Linked DNA regions of Capra hircus: region 1 is linked to region 2. The links are chromatin contacts, called in public Hi-C maps. All regions are on one chromosome and are shown on one strand. The core of a region is the stretch at or near the end of the contact, and the rest is flanking DNA. Distances in the headings are between cores, read along the strand shown.

What was found. Hi-C and Micro-C count contacts between places; a contact is called where the count stands out from the background.
Region 1: a contact with region 2 is called in a Hi-C map of blood, with 3 times the contacts expected there. The contact joins two enhancer-like sites. A contact is called at or near these places in 2 of 5 Hi-C or Micro-C datasets (both in blood).

What each region holds. Positions count from the first base shown.
Region 1 is chr24:37,701,997-37,704,956 of ARS1.2, reverse strand. It overlaps MYOM1 (myomesin-1), which reads left to right. Exons shown (of 38, transcript XM_018039757.1): 12 at 1,220-1,419. Among named protein-coding and RNA genes, the nearest start is that of MYOM1, 52 kb to the left of the region's middle. Within about 2 kb of position 1,291, at least 1 of the 5 cell types and tissues checked has an H3K27ac peak or open chromatin away from gene starts, as enhancers often do.
Region 2 is chr24:37,528,203-37,531,340 of ARS1.2, reverse strand. LPIN2 (phosphatidate phosphatase LPIN2) reads left to right here. Exons shown (of 20, transcript XM_005697070.2): 9 at 2,626-2,813. Among named protein-coding and RNA genes, the nearest start is that of EMILIN2, 74 kb to the right of the region's middle. Within about 2 kb of position 1,775, at least 2 of the 5 cell types and tissues checked have an H3K27ac peak or open chromatin away from gene starts, as enhancers often do.

The sequences.
Region 1 (2,960 bases), core at 42-2,541, 170 kb before region 2:
GAGTTCCAGGACCACTGGTTACCAAGACAGTATCTGCTCAGGGGAAGAGGGAGCTTCCTGGCAGAATTCCTGGAGGCAGGGGAGGTCTGTTGCTTGTCCAAGCCTTCTATCTCTCCCCGCTGGCCAGTTCACAGCAGCTCCAGAATTCTTACAAAGGAAAATTCAGGGGGAGGGAGTGGAAGGCATAGACTGAAGCCTTATTTGATACCATTTCACATAAGATTGAAGAAAATGTCCATTTCTCTCAAAGAATGGAAGGGTGATGGCAAGGAAGTGAAAATAATGTACCCCCGCCCCCACTCTAACTGCCTTTGCACTGCCATTGGCACCCTCCTCCCCCTTGAGAATCCTTTGGGCAATTATACCCTTTGGACAGAGAGCCGAGTTGGGGAAGTGATAAAAATTCAAAGTGCAGTGCTCTGCTCATAAAAAATAGTGAGTTACCGCTGCATTCTGAGGTCACACATTGGGCCCCTCAGACTCTATTGATCAGGCGGAAAGCATGATATGGACTGTCATCTTTTTCTCCTGGGATGTGACCCCTCTCTCCCTAGCCGTCGGCTGCTGTAAAGGCCCCCAGTAAGAAATCAGAAGTTCCAGGGACTTAGCCTTCCCTTGCTAGGCCCAAGGATTTCCCTACATCTCATCAGTCTCATCTGATAAGAAAAAAAATACAGTGCCCATCTCGCTGTTCCACCCACACCGCGTGTAGTGACCACCGGTGAGCTCTTTCCAGACTATAGTACAGAGAGGTGTCTTGTAAGGTGTTAACTTTCTTAACCACAGTTCCATTTTTAAAAGAAAATGCATAAGAACGATAAAGAAAGAAGTCACTAGTGGTAGAACTGAAGACCTTATCTGAGGGGGATGTTTGGGGGGTCCTCCCCCTTCTGCTATGTAAAAACTGTGCATACCTGCCTGCTTCTTTTCCCCCTGAAAAGCTCCTCTGCTTAGCACAGGAGACCCCTCAGCTGCCCGCTTTTAGAGAGGTGGAAGGATGTACAAGTCTCCATGAAAGCTCTGAGGCTTCTTTCCTGTTAGAGTAGATCCGTTGCAATTGAGTGGAGCTGAGTGCCTGCAGCTATGTATCTGCTGCAGGCTGCTCCAGGTGGAGGTTTTACAGAGCAAAGCCCTGAAGCACTGGGGTGGCTTTGCAGCCCTGACGCCATCTACTTAGCCATCCTTCCTCTCATATTCCTGTCCTCTCTCTCTCCCTTAGATGTGAGGTGGGCACAGACACTTGGTCTCAGTGCAATGACATTCCTGTGAAATTTGCTCGTTTCCCTGTCACTGGGTTGATCGAAGGCCGTTCTTACATATTCCGAGTTCGAGCTGTGAACAAAGTTGGGATAGGCCTGCCCTCTCGAGTCTCCGAGCCTGTGGCAGCTCTGGACCCGGCTGAGAAAGCTAGACTGAAGAGTAAGTGTTTCTCATTTTTCAGAATGACCTTTTAAAAATGATTGCAGTAGATCCCATTGCAAGGTTATTCTTCCCTCGTCCACCAGAGGGAGAAGAGAATAAGAAATCCTTTACTGATCAGAAAAATGCCAGGGGGAAGAAAACAAAAACAAAAACTTCTTCTGTTTTTTAATTTATCTATTCACTAAGGGGTTTATTTTATTAAGAGTCTTTGCCTTATTTAGCTGAGTTCCAGGCATTGTGTTTGAAATGAAAATATGAAAACCTGGAGCTTGAAGAGCATTTTTATTCATTTTATTAGAACACTTCAAATATCTTTTTTTTTCAAATATACTTTTCTTTCTGGTTTAGTTTCTTAAAATTGTAATTTTCTTAACGCTGAATTTATCCCTTATAGCATGAGTATCGCACTGCTGTGAGCTTTTGATATCAAAGGAAAATCACATTTACAACATTATATCTGATCTATCAGTACTCGAGTTTCCATATTAGGCAGTCAAAAACAATCTTTTCATATAGTTAGACTCCAAGTCTCGATGTCAAAATAGTGGTATGTAAATTATGATCTGCTTTTGTTTCATGGGAACCAATATAGCATCCTTAACAATAGGGACCATAAAATGACAGTGAAGAATTTTTGGACCTTCATACTTCAGTCTATGCCAGATTTCTCAACCTTGGCTCTGCTGACATTTTAGGCCAGGTATCTCTTTGTTGTGGGGGCTGTTCTGTGCATTGTGAGATGCTTAGCAGCATCGTTGGCCTCTACCCACTAGATGTCTGTAGAATCTGCACTCTTACCACCTCACCCCCATCGTGACGATCAAAATTATCTCCAGATGTTACCTAATGTCCCTGGGGGCACAAAATCACCCCAGCTGAGGACTACTGGTCTGTGCATTTACCACATTTACAGCTTTTCTTGACCTTAAGTACAAGCAGTGGCATCAATAAAAAATCTAATAAAATGATGCCACCTTCTCTCTGGAGACTTTCCCTGATCAGGCTCCTCAATTGCTCTCCAGTCACTTTTCACCTGCTTTTTCACTTTTCACTTTTCATCCAGCTTCCCTCCATCTTTCTTAATTCCATCTCATATTTTCATTTACTCCTCCTTTATAAATTTCAATGAAAATAAGATTTGCCGGAATTGAAAATAAGTTATCTTGCATTTCACCTTCCTGTTTTTGTACACACTCTGGTGGAAAGTACCTCATCTAAAGCAAGAGTTGAACCATTCTCTCTGATGTCTTTCTACAATCACAGAAATGAATTTCCTCTGTGACTCTGTACTGCCTGAGTCACTCATTTTATTTACTCGGGATCAAAAATGCTTCCATTTGTGAGTAAGTTTTAAAAGTAATGGAAAGAGATCCCTTTGGTTGAGCTTCACTGCATGATCAACAAAGCCCACCATCACTTTCATCTTCATATGACAGATACAGAACAGCCAGGCTTACATTGTTCTCAATAGGTTTCTCCTAGGTATATGCTATCTCTTAAGTAGGGTGAGAGAGCCTACGTGGTTCAGGAGATACACA
Region 2 (3,138 bases), core at 526-3,025:
ATATTGCAGAGCGGGCAACTCTGAAATGTTCTAGATGTTTCCAGAGCAAAGCATTAGAAAAAGGAGCAAGGGGCTGGTATGCTTCAGCTAAATTGAATTCTTGCTTCAGATTTTGGAAAATCGAGAAATTGTGCGTGTATAGTCTTTTACCTTTTTGTGAAGAAATGTTCAGTACAGTGAGAAGGTGTCCCCATCAAGCTCTTGTAGTAAGGGCGTAACACGGATGTGACATCAGATTAGCTCCTCCTGTTCATTAGCATTGTTTCCTTTATTATGTGTTTAGAGGTGATATGTCTTTATTCAGAAACACTTTACAAAGCGGGCCTCTGCTCTTCACTGAGGCTGTGCTTACTCACAGGCCTGGATCTGGTGGGGCCCTTTCCAGGGCCTTTCCAAACTTCCCCTTCCTCCTTTCCAAGCCATCCCTTCCTCCTCTGTGACTCCCTGCTTGGAATAACACCAAAACCTTAGCAGTGATAGACTTGGGCGGTTTTCCCAAGGCCATTTCCATTCTTGGGGAAATTCCATTTTATTAAATAATATTCTGTGATCACAAGAGCAGTGTTTACTTTTCCCCAAGTTCTCATGGCTTGAATACACTGAGCCATAGTCACACATAATTAAATACTTTTAAACAAATTATTGAAAAGCATATCTGAAGGTTTTATTTAAAATAGACAGGATTGGGGTGAGGATACTTAATTTTTACAGATATTTTTGCAGGATCCTTAAAACGCCCTAACTTTCTCCCGTTTGTTTGGAGTAGTAGTTGGGTTTTTAAGGGGAGAGAAGTGAAACTGGTCCTTTTTTTTTTTTTTTTCCCATCGTAAGCTATCTTGACATTACCTCTTTGTTTGTGATTTCCCAGTCCGTAACCATTTGTTTACATCGGGACAGATGTAAGACATTTCTTAGTTTGCTTTTTTGAAGCACGGGGAGCATGACTGCTGCACGGGGGCCACCCTGTGCGGTTGCAGCCTGACCGTCTGGGGCCGTAGCCACTCACGTCATGCGTGATTGTGTCTGGAAGCAAGACAGGGAGGCTGTTGGAAGGCTCACAGGCGTTCGTTTTCTCTTCGTGGTCACCGGCCCCCTGACTGAAGAGCTAGTGTTTGTAACTAGAGCTGAACTTGACCCTGAAGCACACAGTCCCGTGGTTCTAACAGCCCACTGTTGAGTTGGTCGGCGTCTTCCATGTATTCAGCGGGGGCGTCAGTCAGGGTCACACCAGCTGCTGTAACTAGTAAAACTCACGACCTCGGTGGCTTGACCACAGCAAGTCATTTCTTGCTCATGTGATGGTGTTGGTGGGGGCCTTGCGCATGGGGGCCCCAGAGCACCAGCCCCTCCCATCCTGAGGCTCCCCTGTCCCCATGGGGCCTCGACAGGGAAAGGGGAGGGCCGCTGGGGGCGCAGTTTTCTGGGGCCCGGCTTGGGAAGGAGGCGGCACATGCCTTCTGTCCATAGGGACAGCACAGTCGTCTGATCACATGGCTATACCTGACTGCAGGGGCCGCCCATGTGCCCAGGAGGGTGAGCACGAGGTGCTTGTTTCACCCCGAGGTCAGCCTTGCTGGAGCCCCAGCACAACAGCCGGCGCTTGCCGCCTAGGTGGCCTTGGCTTTTTCACCGTCTCCGGTTAGCAGCACGTTCTGTTGATCCGATTACTCTCAAAACTGTGGTGTGGGTGTGCATCGCCCAGTCCAACACCAGCATCTCCTCTTCAGAGGCTCAAGTGCAAAACGTTAGTGTTTGCAACGGCTTTCTATTTATGACTTAGCTGTACTGTGCTGCCACCTACTGCTCAAATTTCAGATTTTCTTTTAAACATCATATAACTTCATGAGATGACATGCATTTATGTACTGGCTTTTAAAAAAATAAAATAACTCTAAAAGTATCCGTTCAGAAGGTGTAGAGTAGGAAGCATTCATGACTAAGAGATGTAAGGTGTCATTTCCATGTCCTTTTCCTCTCAAATTTATGCTCCATTACAAAAAGTTTCCTTTAGGATCAGCTTCTAAAACCTGGCTTCCACGCCTTGTTTAGAAAACTGAAAACGTTGAGTAACCTCAACTTTGGTTCTGAGGCTCACCAGTGTAGGAACAGTTTATTTCTGGTTTCTTGGTGCATTTCTTTCTTGAGGTGTGTCCAGCCTCCTGAGAACTTTTACTTGGTTAATTTCTTCGTTTTGTTTTCATGAGGTAATAAATGAATTTAGAAAAGCCTTGTTTTTAACAATAATACCCTCTTGGACTACAGCAGTTTTCTCCGAGAGGAGTATAGTACCACAGCCTTTTGTAGGAAGTTAAGATCAGAAGGTTTCCAGACATCAGGTTTTTCTTACCCTGTCATTTTGTCATGTAAATGAATGCTTGTAACTCTTTCATCCCTTTGATAAGTCAGAAGGGCCATCATCGATGGTTCGCGTGACTGTGAGCGATCGGTGTGTGCGTGTTTACTGTGTTCAGTTAATTCCTCAGCAGCACTGTTGCGTTGTCTCAGTGTTGTCTAGGATAGGGTCTGAACACTGCCTAAGCGAAGCCGCGTCCGGGGCAGGGAGCCCTGAGCTTGGCCATCAGGCTCAGGGCAGGGGTGTGATGGCCGGTGCCTTTCTCCCTGCAGTGAGTCGGAGCCCGGCTCCCGGCAGTGGCCCGAGTCCGACACGCTGTCCGGCTCCCAGTCCCCCCAGTCGGTGGGCAGCGCGGCAGCCGACAGCGGCACCGAGTGCCTCTCGGACTCCGCCATGGACCTGCCCGACGTCACCCTGTCGCTCTGCGGTGGCCTCAGCGAGAACGGAGAGATCTCCAAAGGTGGGTGGGCAGCTTCGTCCGCCCTGGGTGGTGAGCCGTGCCGGGAACGCAGCCCTGGGGTCTCATGGAGGTGGCGGGGTCTCCCTTGGACGTCAGACTTTTCGCCCCTCATTTAGGTGCCTTGGGTTGGGGTGACCCCGCGTGTCGGTGGGTGGGAGAGCTGTGAGCCTAAGGACAGGTTCTTGGGCTGCCCCATGTACTGGGCGGCCAGGGTCAGCTCAGCCCCAGCTGCCTTCTCTTCTGTGAAGTTGCTGGAATAATTGTAGGGCTGGGACCTGGCAGCCCCGAGCCTGAGACATGAGAGGAAGGCCTCACGTTGCCAAAG